2 separate regions of the Anas platyrhynchos genome follow, and region 1 is linked to region 2. The links are chromatin contacts, called in public Hi-C maps. All regions are on one chromosome and are shown on one strand. The core of a region is the stretch at or near the end of the contact, and the rest is flanking DNA. Distances in the headings are between cores, read along the strand shown. Region 1 overlaps MAMLD1 (mastermind like domain containing 1). Region 2 overlaps MAMLD1 (mastermind like domain containing 1).

Region 1 (2,706 bases), core at 63-2,562, 210 kb before region 2:
AACCAGAATTTTCTTTGTATGCTTAAAACTAGCTGAATGTTTTATCTGGCATGATCTTAAATGACTAAACCTATTCTTCTGGCGCATTGACTTGTATTGGTCAGCCTTAGTCATTATGCTCAAAACCCAGACAATAAATTAAATCTGTAGATTTTTTTTTTTATTTGTTTCAATGAGAAGACTGCACCATCCTGAAAATTCAACAAAAGAGAAGGCAATGGCAGGACAGATTTACTGCCCCTTTTGCAGTTGAAAGCAGTGTGCAATCTAAATGATTTACTTGTTTGCTAGCCCTGCATGGTGCTGTCTCCTGGGTTATCATTCACCTAAATGGCCAATGTAGTACAATGAAAATGATAGTGCGGTTACAAATTCACAGCAATTTACTGGTTAGAATCTGAAACTGGTAAATTATTTAATTTCCATTTTTTCAGTTACTGTTCAAGGTTGAAAACTTGGACATGGAATGTTAAAAAATAGAAAAGAATTTAGCAGCTCAGGAAGCTTGTAAAACTGTGGTGATAAAATAGTGGGTTTATTGTGTATATAAACGTAATATACTTAGGCATTTGTACAGCATTTGACTTACTACTGTGTGACATTCTGATAAAAACAAATAAATAAATAAACACTCTACAATATCTGTAAAGCCCACCTTAAATGGATTAAGTGCTACTTACTGACAGATGTTAAAAAGTGGTTGTTATTGGGACATCATCATTTCAGTGGGACTGTTTTTACTGTGGTTACGTGGGGAATCGAAGGAGGCCCAGCTCCCTATGTTTTCACATGTGAACAACAGGGGGTAAAATCATTGCTAGTATCTATGGCTGACATAAAAATTGGCAGGTCATGATCTGGTCAGGGCACCCATGAAGGGGAATCTGGGCTGCTCAGAGCTCAGCCTGTGCAAACAAATCTCTCTGTTCATGTTAGTGCGGACAAATGCAGAGTTATAAAGCTGTGTATTTAGGAATGGGGAGAGCAAGCTTTACAGAGATGGGGGCTGTATTCTGAGAAGTGAAAATTGGAAGTTATCCATAAGTGAAGTATAGTAATAATACTAAGACACCACAAGTCCTTGGTGTTCTTGATGGAGGGTTCTGCCCTGGCGTGATGACTGCCCACGTCCCGGTGATGTTCAGCGATGTGCTGACTGCGTGTCCCCTTGGGCAAAGCCATAGAAGCCCAGCTGCAGCGGGGTGCGTTCCTGTGGCAGGGCACCACGTAGGTGCCTTCTGCAGGGATCTGGTCAAAACCCAGCCCTGTCAGCCAGCAGACTCCCACTGACTGCCAAACATTTGCACCAAGGTCTGGTGAAGCTCCTGAAACTCATTCAGAAGTGGCAGTTTGGGTTTTTCACATGTTCTGAAGTTAATCCAGAATGCAGGCATCAGTGGTTTTTTTTCCAGCAAAGGGGTAACCTGCAGATCATGGCTTTTGTGTTTGTTTAACAGCTACTGTAAACTTTTGTTTTTGAGTTTTCTTTCTATCTTCCTTGGACCGGCACTGAGACAGTTACTCCTATCTTTTCTTTCTTGCTACTTCATATCCTATGTAGGACAGAGGAAATTCAAGGTACCATTGTTAGGCTTTATTCCCTTAAAACTCTAAGATAATAAAGCTTTTAATAGATCAATCTCAAACTTTTTTTTTTCCTTGTTTGGCTACCAAATAAATAAATAAAGTTCCTCAGAAAAATGAAGATAGCTCTTAAAACGAGAGAAGGGAAAGAAGGACCTGGTCAAGTTGTGGAGTGCCTGTATTAACTCAAAGCCTTCCACCTCCGAGGCCTTGCCTCAGAAACAATTCAGAGCAGGCAGAATGAGCTCGCCCTGCTCAACCAGCTTCTGAGAAGACACCTGCCCAGTGACCAAACCAGCCCGGGGCCTGGCCCAGTTTTTGGCCAGGGGCAGCCTGCCCTGCAGGGCGACTGAGCAGCAGGAGGGTAAGGCCGCAGGAGCTCAGACCAGCACCGTGGCAGCAGGAACACAGGGAAATCACCGCGAGGGCCACCCACTGAGGCTGGCAGGCTGGGCCAGCACCTCCCCAAAGCACTGAGAGCCCTGGCAGCGTTTGTCAAGCGTTGGTCTTCCCTGCTGGTGCATAACCACACAATGGTGGCGATAATCTAGATCACACTAACCAAATGGCTATTTCTGATGGAAATTTGCACCTCTGCCTTGTTTTGTGCTTAGGCAGCAGGCATTACGGGGGGTGAGGTGTTATGATGCGTAATGTTGACCAGCAATTAATGTTTGGTGTTTTAAACCTTAAAGCCTAAGATACATCAGAAAACAGTATTCATAATTTCAAAGGGCCCATTTCTACACACTGTGGGTGATCTAGAACATGGGGATTGGTTGTATTCCTCTAGCAGCTTACATTCCCCACATAAGAGCAGAAGAGGATTACATCAGGAGGTTCTCATCCTTATAGTTTGCAAGATCTTAAGCAGAATGAGGAAGTGCATTAGAATAATCACGTTACGTTTAGAGGAATGTCATGTGATTACTCTAACAAAATTTGTGCTATGGTTGCCTTCACTGCTCAAAATCTGCTTGCTTGAGACACTAGAGTAGTGTCTGCTAGTCACTGCAAAATCCTACCAAATAAAGGCTAAAATTTTACCTCAGCTGACACCAGTTAGTGCAGCAGATGCGGCAGAATCACTGAAGAGAGTTTTAACATTGTTGTTCATTGTGC
Region 2 (2,700 bases), core at 38-2,537:
TCTGTCTAGCAGCCTGCAGTCCCCTTCATGCCCTCGCTGAAATAAATTGTACATCTCCAATAGCTCTGGGCTTAAGTCAATACAATTTAACATGTACATTTCTTTGTTATATTCTTTAGAGTTGCACTGTAAGAGCAGATGGGAAAGTTTGATAATGATAAATGAGTATACTGTTTTCACGCAGTCCTAAAAAACAATGAATGCTCTTTATTAAAGATTAGAGGGATTGTTACATATTTGCCAAAGAGAGATTAAAGCTCCAGCTCAGATCCTCAGAAAGTCTTGCTTTTAAATCCTTTTTGGACTGTTTGTTAATGAGGATTCAGAGGAATTAGGGGCCATAAATTTCTTTATTCTCACTTAAGTGAAGCCACAGAAGTGATTACTGGATGTATAACTAAGTGGTAAGGACTGGAGTTTATCAGCTGTGTTCACGCAGAGCAATTCATCTCCGTGCTTATTTACTGCAGTTGTGCATCTCGTGTGGGATGTGATGAGGCTGGGCAGGTCGGGCTCAGCAGCAAAGGATTTTAGAAGGATGTAGATGCAGAAATACACGCGGTAGGTCCCAGAGGGACTGTTTGCACACTTTGCATTAAGTGTGTGCCTGAATGTCTTTTTTGGCCCGGCCCCGTGCTGGCTGCAGTCGGGCACAGCCATTTGCAGCAGTCCCAGCAGTGTGCCATGTGCGCCCCGGGGCTGTCGGGCAGGACGGGTCTCACCGCTGTGTGCTTATGCTCCTGCAAACCTGCACCTAGTGCTTTTCTCCTTGCTCTGTGCTTGGGGTGGTAGCCCCGGTGCCTTCCCGAATGGAGCTGCCCATCTGGGAAGCCCCCACATAGGGCAGGGGCTTGGAGGCGCTGCCAACAGTTCAGCCAGCAACACCAGCACATGCTCCTAAACGCACAGCCCTAAACCCCACGCTGGGTAGCCTGCTGCTGGGCTGGGCTACTGCTGATTTCTGGTTTTGTTAGGGGGTTTTTGAGGGGGAAAATGACCCCCCCCAAAAAAGCCAACATGCAAACGCAATTATTTTAGATATCAAAGACTAAGAATCCCCTGCAGACACCTGCAAGTCCCCATCCCGGCATTGACACCAGAACCCTCCTCTCTCCGCTCTCTTTGGGGTTTGAAATGGGAGAGTCCAAACTATAGACAAGTTAAGACTCTGGCATGTTTGGCTTGGCCTCGCTATGGGAAAAGTGACTTTTCTAGGGGAGTGATGAAAAGGAAAAATGCTTAAAGTTCATTAACCTTTGGTACAGATAGCAGCGTCCTTTAGACTACACCAGAGCTATTCTTAGCCGTGACGTTGACACGGGTGGTTCTCGTTGTAAGGGAATACAGCAGTTCCCACTAGCGGTGAAAGGAGGAAAAGAGAACTTTTTTTTTTTTTTTGGATTAACCTACATGTGAACTGTAGACAGAAAGATTTTGAATTCATTCCTTGTCTTCCCATCTAGGCTATTTTGTCCTAATTTCCCCCAAGGCAAAATTTGTATCTATAGATTGTTTCTTTACCAGCTAATGAAGTGTTATACAACTTTGCTCTGAAAAACTCAGGAGCCCATTCTCTGTATTGGCAAATAAACTTCGCTGATTGTCATTATTTGCTATAGGATGCCTGCAGAAAATCCCATACAATTAAGCTGTTGTATTGCCACAGCACAAGAGCCACAATTAGTGGTGTGATTTACACTTCTTTAGCATTAATAATATGGAAAAATCAACATTAGTTTCTTGATGATGTTTAGGAAGAATTGGAACGAGGTGGACATGATTAGGAAAAGAGCCTTTAATGTTACGACTTGGTAATGCAATAGCCCTGAGCTAGACATCAGAATGATCGCCCTTGCACTAAACTCATTTGCTTCAGTAAGCACAGACCCTCTGCACGCAACAAGACAAGTTGGGAGGAAATTGGATAGATGGCAGGGATTTTGGTGGTATGAACATTTCAGTGTCTTTCATGTGCAGAGTACACAAACTGAATCCCTGCACTTTCAAATATTCCCCTAGAGGCAATCTGCATTATTCAGAGCTTAACCGTGGCTGCAGAACACTGTCTGACATGAAAGCAGAACGCTAGCTTTACATGAACTTTCATATTTACAACTGTAGTAAATCATATTTACTTTTTTCCTCCCCTCTTTTTTTTTTTTTTCTTTTGGAGAGAGGGAATAAAATGGGTAGGAGGGGAGAAGGAGGAGGAGAGGTGTCCGGCAGAATTGTAAGCAAAGCACCACTAATAAAGCCCGGTCTTATGAGACTGCCCATGAATGGGAATGATAATGAGCGGTGATGAGCTGCAGGTTTGTGTCTTTTAGTAAATTATCTAGCGGGCATTTACATTTCATCAATTGGGCTTTTGCATAATAGGCCAAAGTGCTACAACAAAAGGAGGCACCATAAAAATGAGTAATTTCGGTGGCCTTCTTGGTAATGGCTCTCACCAGGAGGATCTGGGCAGGTGGAGGGTCCTGCCTCGTGGCGAGCTGCTGGGGAAAGGCGCCCCAGGCGCAGGCACCAAACGCCTCCCAGCGCCTTCTGAAGCACGGCTTGTATCCTGTTTTCTCCATCTGAGCATGCTTCTAATTGTCAGATGTCAAAAGGCAACAACCATTTTCTTCGTGCTTATCTCCCGATAACATTGATTCTCAAACAAAGGATGTGGGCTTCCATTCTGAAAACAAAGGAAGC

The links. Hi-C and Micro-C count contacts between places; a contact is called where the count stands out from the background.
Region 1: a Hi-C map of skeletal muscle shows a contact between it and region 2, with 3 times the contacts expected there. The contact joins two enhancer-like sites. A contact is called at or near these places in 3 of 8 Hi-C or Micro-C datasets (liver, skeletal muscle and subcutaneous adipose tissue).

Annotation. Positions count from the first base shown.
Region 1 is chr10:10,750,272-10,752,977 of IASCAAS_PekinDuck_T2T, reverse strand. The region is part of intron 2 of MAMLD1 (mastermind like domain containing 1); the gene reads left to right. Among named protein-coding and RNA genes, the nearest start is that of MAMLD1, 42 kb to the left of the region's middle. Within about 2 kb of position 1,312, at least 1 of the 8 cell types and tissues checked has an H3K27ac peak or open chromatin away from gene starts, as enhancers often do.
Region 2 is chr10:10,544,143-10,546,842 of IASCAAS_PekinDuck_T2T, reverse strand. The region is part of intron 3 of MAMLD1 (mastermind like domain containing 1); the gene reads left to right. Among named protein-coding and RNA genes, the nearest start is that of MTM1, 20 kb to the right of the region's middle. Within about 2 kb of position 1,287, at least 5 of the 8 cell types and tissues checked have an H3K27ac peak or open chromatin away from gene starts, as enhancers often do.